Regions from separate parts of the Hordeum vulgare genome. Here region 1 is linked to region 2. A link is a contact called in public Hi-C data. All regions are on one chromosome and are shown on one strand. The core of a region is the stretch at or near the end of the contact, and the rest is flanking DNA. Distances in the headings are between cores, read along the strand shown.

What was found. A called contact is a pair of places that touch in the nucleus more often than the background predicts.
Region 1: a Hi-C map of leaf shows a contact between it and region 2, with 5 times the contacts expected there. The contact joins the promoter of LOC123443043 here to the promoter of LOC123443046 in region 2. A contact is called at or near these places in 5 of 6 Hi-C or Micro-C datasets (leaf, seedling and an unstated tissue) and 1 of 1 datasets of contacts at active chromatin or transcription factors (embryo).

What each region holds. Positions count from the first base shown.
Region 1 is chr3H:77,685,355-77,688,676 of MorexV3_pseudomolecules_assembly, forward strand. It overlaps LOC123443043, which reads left to right and starts at 1,252. Exons shown (of 4, transcript XM_045119272.1): 1 at 1,252-1,430; 2 at 2,138-2,734. The coding sequence starts at 1,345.
Region 2 is chr3H:77,820,757-77,824,289 of MorexV3_pseudomolecules_assembly, forward strand. LOC123443046 (transcription factor HY5-like) reads left to right here and starts at 2,196. Exons shown (of 3, transcript XM_045119274.1): 1 at 2,196-2,615; 2 at 2,731-3,068; 3 at 3,175-3,523. The coding sequence starts at 2,498. The coding sequence ends at 3,279.

The sequences.
Region 1 (3,322 bases), core at 2-2,501, 140 kb before region 2:
TGGCCGCGCGTCCTCGCCGCCAAGGGCGTCCAGGACCTCGTCCTCATCAACAAGCCCGCCGACTACGAACGCCTCCCCGACGTCCCCGCCGACATCCTCCGCTGCGCCTCGCTCCGGCGCCTCTTCCTGGGATTCTGGAGGTTTCCGGACACCGGCGTCAGCCCACCCGGTGGAGGCGCAGACGGATTTCCACACCTCCGGGAGCTCAGCCTGTTCGGCACCGCCGACATGCTCGGCCGCGACCTCGACCGCTTGCTCGCTTCCAGCCCCGTTCTGGACACCCTCGCTCTCGTCCACAGCGCAACCTGCGAGCGCGTCCACCTCCGCAGCCAAAGCCTCAGGTGCGTGCTCCTCTGGGAGTGCTTCGTGAAGGAGGTCCTCGTCATGGACTCCCCGCTCCTGGAGCGGCTCATTCTGTGGAAAACCACTGATGGTGAAGACGACCCGGTGGCTGTGAGGGTCAACATTGCTGACGCGCCGAAGCTGAGGGTGCTGGGTTACTTGGAGCCGAGAGTTCACGAGCTGCAGATTGGCGAGAATATCATCAAGGTACTACTCCAATGCATCTCATTTTCGGTAATGGCATTCCATATTCCAATCTGTATCCACATTTTAAGATACTACAAGGAGCATGGCCTCTTCATTATGCGATGCACATAGCAAAACAGTTCTCTCGGTGTGTCAAGTGATGCGTGAATCTTGTATATATGTGATCATTGTACCAACGGAATGAAGTATGATGTATTGCAGCCTGATGCAATGGTGAGCTCAAGCACCGTGGTTCCAAGCGTCAAGACATTGGCCTTGAAGGTGAACTTTGGTGTCTTTGAGGAGGTCAAGATGCTGGCCAGCGTTCTCAGATGCTTTCCCCAAGTTGACAGGCTGCACATCGAGGTGACTTCTTCGCACCCTCCTGCACATTCCTTCAGTCAGCCGTTCGGCATTCATATCATAGATTATCTGTCACCGAGGTGATTAAGCTACTCCACTTTACCATTTTGCAGTCTGCCAAGGCCGATGAACCCACTGGAATGCACCATGCCGAGTTCTGGCAAGAGGTCTGTCCTATCGAATGTGTGAAGTCGCATGTCAAGAAAGTGGTTATCCATGAATTCCGCGGAAAACAAAGCGAAGACGGATTCCTCGAGTTCGTTAGCAGCAGTGCAGAGAAGCTGCGGTCTTTGCTTGTTGTGATAACCCAAGAAATGTTTGCTTCGGCATGGGATTTCTCAATTTCATTGCCATATGAGGTGAATGAGGTGATTGTCAAAGCAAGGGCTCTGATGTGTGGAGCATGGGCCTGCGAGGACTGTCAACTGGTGGTGGCGGGTCCTAAAGTCGAGGATGGTTGGAGCTTCCGCAGAGTGTCTGATCCCTCTGTTAAGGACCCTTTCCACTGATGCACTTGAAGAAGCAGAGCACTCTTTCAGGTACCATGAGTAGCTGCAAGTGTTCGAATTAGCTGAAACTGATGTTTAATTTGACATATTATGTACTGCGTGTGATCAACATTGATCTGTCTTTGATGCTGATAGAAGTAAAAGACATGCCGTTAGTTACATATTGAGACTTTATATTGCTTTTACTATCCTAGTATCATTTTCCTTTGTAGCGCTTTATTTTCCGTCCAGCACTAGCTAGGCAGCATTCCATGGCCTGCAGATATCATATATGTGCCGACCACCTCTGCCGGTTCAACCCAGACTGGCAGACTCCCAGAGTATCCAATGCTCTAGCCAGGTTGATGAATTCCTGGATCATGGTTAGGCCTGCTGGGCTGCTGGTTGAGTTTTAGTTTTCTTGGTTGCTCCATAGGCTTGTAATACATGCCTTGACTATTTTCTCTAGTGTTTGGCAAGCAAAACCATCATGGATGTTCGTTCCAGCTTATTCCATGTGGTCGGGATCGAGGCTGGTTAGGGTAGGTACAAATCAAATGGGTTTGATCTGCTGATGCTAGTGATCATCAGTAGCAGCATATATTCGCCTCAGAAAAGAAGTCACAGCAGTGCGTAACACGTGCCCTGAGCTTGTGATGTCCAATTTCTGAAGAAGAAAAAGCATTTAAGTTCGGCAACTAGGCTATTCAAGCACAAGTGTTCAAGATTTTAAATTCATCTGATGTCGTGATTTGCAGATCTCGCAACTTACTCCAGTCACATGTGTTTCCCTCAATGATTGCTTCATGTCAATTCAGTGTGCAGCCACGCCTTCCAAGCATCCTAATCCTCACCAGTATCTATGTATGTGCCTGTCACCATCGTCTGACCCTTATCCCAGCAATTTTGCTCCATTTTCCAGCCAGTGGATATGCATGCTATTTAGCTTTGCGCATATCCATCACTCTCCTGCACTCATTGCACAGCCATAAAAACCACCTAGAGACAAACCAAAAAGAAGGGCAGGGAAGTTCCATGGCCGGGCTGCAGAGGTCCTCACTGACATTCAGGAGGTCAGGATCATCAGGCATGGTCTGGGGCGAGAGGCTCATGTCGGATGAACATAGCCAGTGGACCTCAGGGGAGCCAGAATTCAGGGAGCTACGGCACTCCCGCAGCGTAGGGTCCGTCGGTGCGCAGCGCAGGCGCAACGACGGCACCGAGCATGGCGGCCAGGCATTCCGGACACGGCGGGTAGCCCCTGCCATAGATCCACCATCGCCCAAGGTTCCTGGCTGCATCTTCTGTGGGATTTTCAGGAAGGCAGGACCTTCGCAGCCATCTAAGGCCAGAAGGTACCACTAGAGTGATCTGTGTGTTCATCAACCATATGTGTGACAGGGTTATCAGGGTCTTGAGCTTGTGAAGTTCAGGTCCATCAAGTATATGTAGATGGTAGTAGTCGATGATATGCTTGTATAGTTGCATGCTGTTAAGGTGCTATGCATATTTATCTTTTTCTCGATCTTTTGATAGTTTGTTGATGTGGCCGTATTCTTGAATGACCACCTCGTCTGGCTTTGGGGTGCATGGTAGAATTTGTGCATCTCTGTAGCATACATATTGTATACTACCCTGTACACGAACATGATGCTTTCATATATTTGTCGTTTCGAGCTCACTATGTCTGTATGGTGTATGTACATGTCATTCCTGACTTGACTTCCTGTGTTTATTTCGTTTCTAGCTCACTGTATTTGTATATGGTGCACAACCATGCTCCTCATGAACCAAATACTAAGATTGATGAAGATTTACTGGGATAATAAAAGAAAACACGTTTGCCAGATATGCTGCACATGCTGAAAGAAATGTAGCTGCGTCATGAAATTTAAACTTTCAAAATCTTTTTCAATATGACCATGACCATGGCCAGTAACAAC
Region 2 (3,533 bases), core at 946-3,445:
TCCATGCAGTCAATTTAATTAAAAGGAAAAGGTGTGGAGGGTTCGGATTGTAGGAATAAGTCGCTTTCATTTTCAGAATGAAAGCAAGGATCTTTGACCAAACAGAATGGCACGCTGTCGTTAATTTTCTTATTATTAGGCTGGTTGTAATGGATAGTATCATGCATATGATACTAGTGTATGATACAACAACCGTAATGCATAGTATCATATGTTAGAATCATAGGATGATTCATTTATTGTCATGCAAGACACATAATAGCACAACATTTAATATGGTACGGTATCATGATATAATACTCAACCCTCTCTTTCTTCATTTAATTCTATGTCACCTCATCAAAATTGCCTAGTTGGCATGCATGATACTACCTATGATACTCCCATTACGGACAACCTTATCATTATTGAATTTTTCATGCTGTCATGAATAATCTATGAGGACACCCTTTCCCTTGCATTAGGTTGCCAGTAATGGAAGTATCATATGTATTATCATTCATGTCAACTAGACAATTTTGATGAGGTGGCACAAAATTAAATGAAAAAAAAGATGGTTGAGTATCATATCATGATACTGTATCATATTAAATGATGTGCTACTATGTGTCTTGCATGTCAATAAATGAACTATCCTATGATACTAACATATGATATTATGCATTACGGATGTGGTAGCATAGACTAGTATCATATGCATGATACTAGTATATGATACTACCGTTACAACCAGCCTAAAAGAGGGGACACCCTAATTATTGTTTATGATTGTCATGAGGAGCATGTATTAAGTCAAAGGTCTTCCCGATTAAGAACATTTTGCTCTAAACGCTTTTGGCTATCTGTGATACGATATGAGAAGTACATGCCTCAAAAATGCATTGGGATGTCACATGTCTTAGACTCTTGAGATTAGACTAGCTAGATGGCCTCTCAAGAAGGAAATTAAGACCGGCAGAGATGCATAATGGATTGGTGTTATACGTGCCACTAGATTTTATCTTTTATAATAACTCACATACTTGTTATGGGCATCAAGAAAAATAGGTGTCCTCATTTGGACGTTCAAGTGTATGTGTATGTGCAATGCACGTGTTTCATGAGATGTTTCTGTTTATACTCCCTCTTTCCCGATTTACTCGCCGCGAATCAATGTATGTAGAACTAAAACTATATTTAGATATAGGAGTGAGTGTAATATTTTTTTTTGACATAAATACTATGTACTTCATCCGTTCAAAAATACTTTTATAAAAATGAATGCATTTAGATGTATTTTAGTTTTAGATATATTTATCTTTATTTATTTGTGCGATAAATAATTTCGAACGAAAAGAGTAGTAATTCGCCTTATATTGTCGTCATCTTTGCTACGTCATGGTATCATCCGCGCCGCTATCGTTCTTTTGGGTTATCTAAAAGTCGAGGAACAACGTGATCTACAACCGCATCTGTCACGATGTCGATGCCATCTTCAACGAGCTGAAGGATCACTTGCAGGGTGAGGACGGTTCCCCAACAGCTTATCCATTTTTTTGCGAAATACCATATTTACACATTATATTGCCGCCACACTCCTATCCCTAAGAATCGTTATCTCTCGCAGCATATTTGCTAAATTCATGATTTTGGCCTTAAACATCGGATCAACACAAAAACCTCGAAATGTTCCTTCATCGCTTCAGACAGATCAAACACCCACATGCATGCGTTTCACAAAAGCGATAAAAACGACACCGACTCCTTTTCTTCCTCCGTCACGTCGTATGCGGGATTCACACGGTGACGAGAAAGCGGGTTAGGCCGAGTCCACAAAACGCACGCAAATAGCATCATTCCCGCCAGCCGTGTGCTCTCCCACGCGTCACGTACGTTATTCTGCGAATATGCAGCGCAGCCGGGTCCTGTGGCAAAAAAAGCAAAGCGGCTCGAGATTTGTCACGTGTTGGGTTTTGTCTCGAACGAACGGAAAAAGAAAAAAAGGAAGGAAGGAAGGAAGGCAGGCGTGGGGAATGGGATCGGATGGACGGGCGCGCGGCCACGCTCCCGAGGCGGCCACCGTCAGATGCGGCGGGCGCGTTCATGGCGCCACGCAGCGCCACGCTCCCCGCGCCGCCGCCGTCCGATGGGTGTGCCGTGCACGGCGGGGATCGCGTCTCATCCGAAAGCCCCCACCGACCCGCCCGACCTCGCCTCGCCATTTCTCCCTCCCCCTCTTTCTCTCTCCCCAGTCTCTGACCTGACCTGACCCCCGCACGCGGCCGGCCTCCCTTTCTCTCTCCTCCCCGTTCCCTTCCCGTGTCTCCCTCCCTCTCGTCCGATCTGCATCTGTGTTTTTTTCCCTCCTTCGTTCTCGGCAGTGTCAGGATTTGTTTTTCTTTTCTCGTCGGAGCGGCGGCGGCGGCGGCAGCAAGGTGGTGGCGAGGCGGGAGATTCAGGGAGATCTAGCTCGATCTGCGTCTGTTCTTGGAGCTTGAGGAGGACGCGGGGAGGAGCGATGGCGGCGCAGGAGCAGGAGCAGGATAAGCAGCAGGCCAAGACGAGCACCACCAGCTCGCTGCCGTCCAGCAGCGACCGCTCCTCCAGCTCCGGCCCCAACAACCTCAAGGAAGGAGGTACCCTACCCACCCTCTCTCCGTCCACCCCGCTCCCTTGCTCCGCTGACTGAATCCGGCTGGAGACGCTGACTGACGACGCGTGTCTACGTTGTGTGTGTGCGTGTGGTGGCAGGCGCGGAGAGCGACGAGGAGATACGGCGGGTGCCGGAGATGGGCGGCGGCGGCGGGTCGGCGTCGTCCGGCGCGGGGGACGGCAAGCAGCTGCAGCTGGCGGCGGCGGGGGGAGGGCAGGCCCCGGCGGGGAAGAAGCGCGGGCGCGCCGCCGGGGACAAGGAGCAGAACCGGCTGAAGCGGCTGCTGCGGAACCGCGTGTCGGCGCAGCAGGCCCGGGAGCGGAAGAAGGCCTACATGACGGAGCTGGAGGTCAAGGCCAAGGACCTCGAGCTCCGCAATGCCGAGCTCGAGCAGAAGGTCTCCACCCTCCAGAACGAGAACAACACGCTCCGCCAGGTACCATACCATATCCAGCCTAGCCCAGATCCTCCCACCAGAATTGTCTCACTCTCAGCGGCCATGGCGATCCTGACTGAATCTTTGCATGTCTCCTTGCGTGCAGATACTCAAGAACACGACGGCGCACGCCGGGAAGAAGCCGAGCGGCGGCGGCGGCAAGGGGGGAGACGGCGTCAAGAAGCACCACCACCACTTCGGCAAGAGCTAGTAGTAGTAAGAGCTGCGACCATGGTTGCTGCTTGCTAGGAACCGAACGCCTGCTCATCTGACCATTGTTAGGAACACTGCTGTTGTTGTTTGCCGCCGCAGTTTGACGCTCGTATTGTCTTTTGCACCTTTTTTTTTCACGGTTTGCTGAGAAGGATGTCTCACTGTCACTGTTGTGTGTACCATGTCCATTGTAGCTTGGTGTTAGCGAGGTTGATCTATGTGAACATTGGTTGTGTATTGTACTGCCTTCTC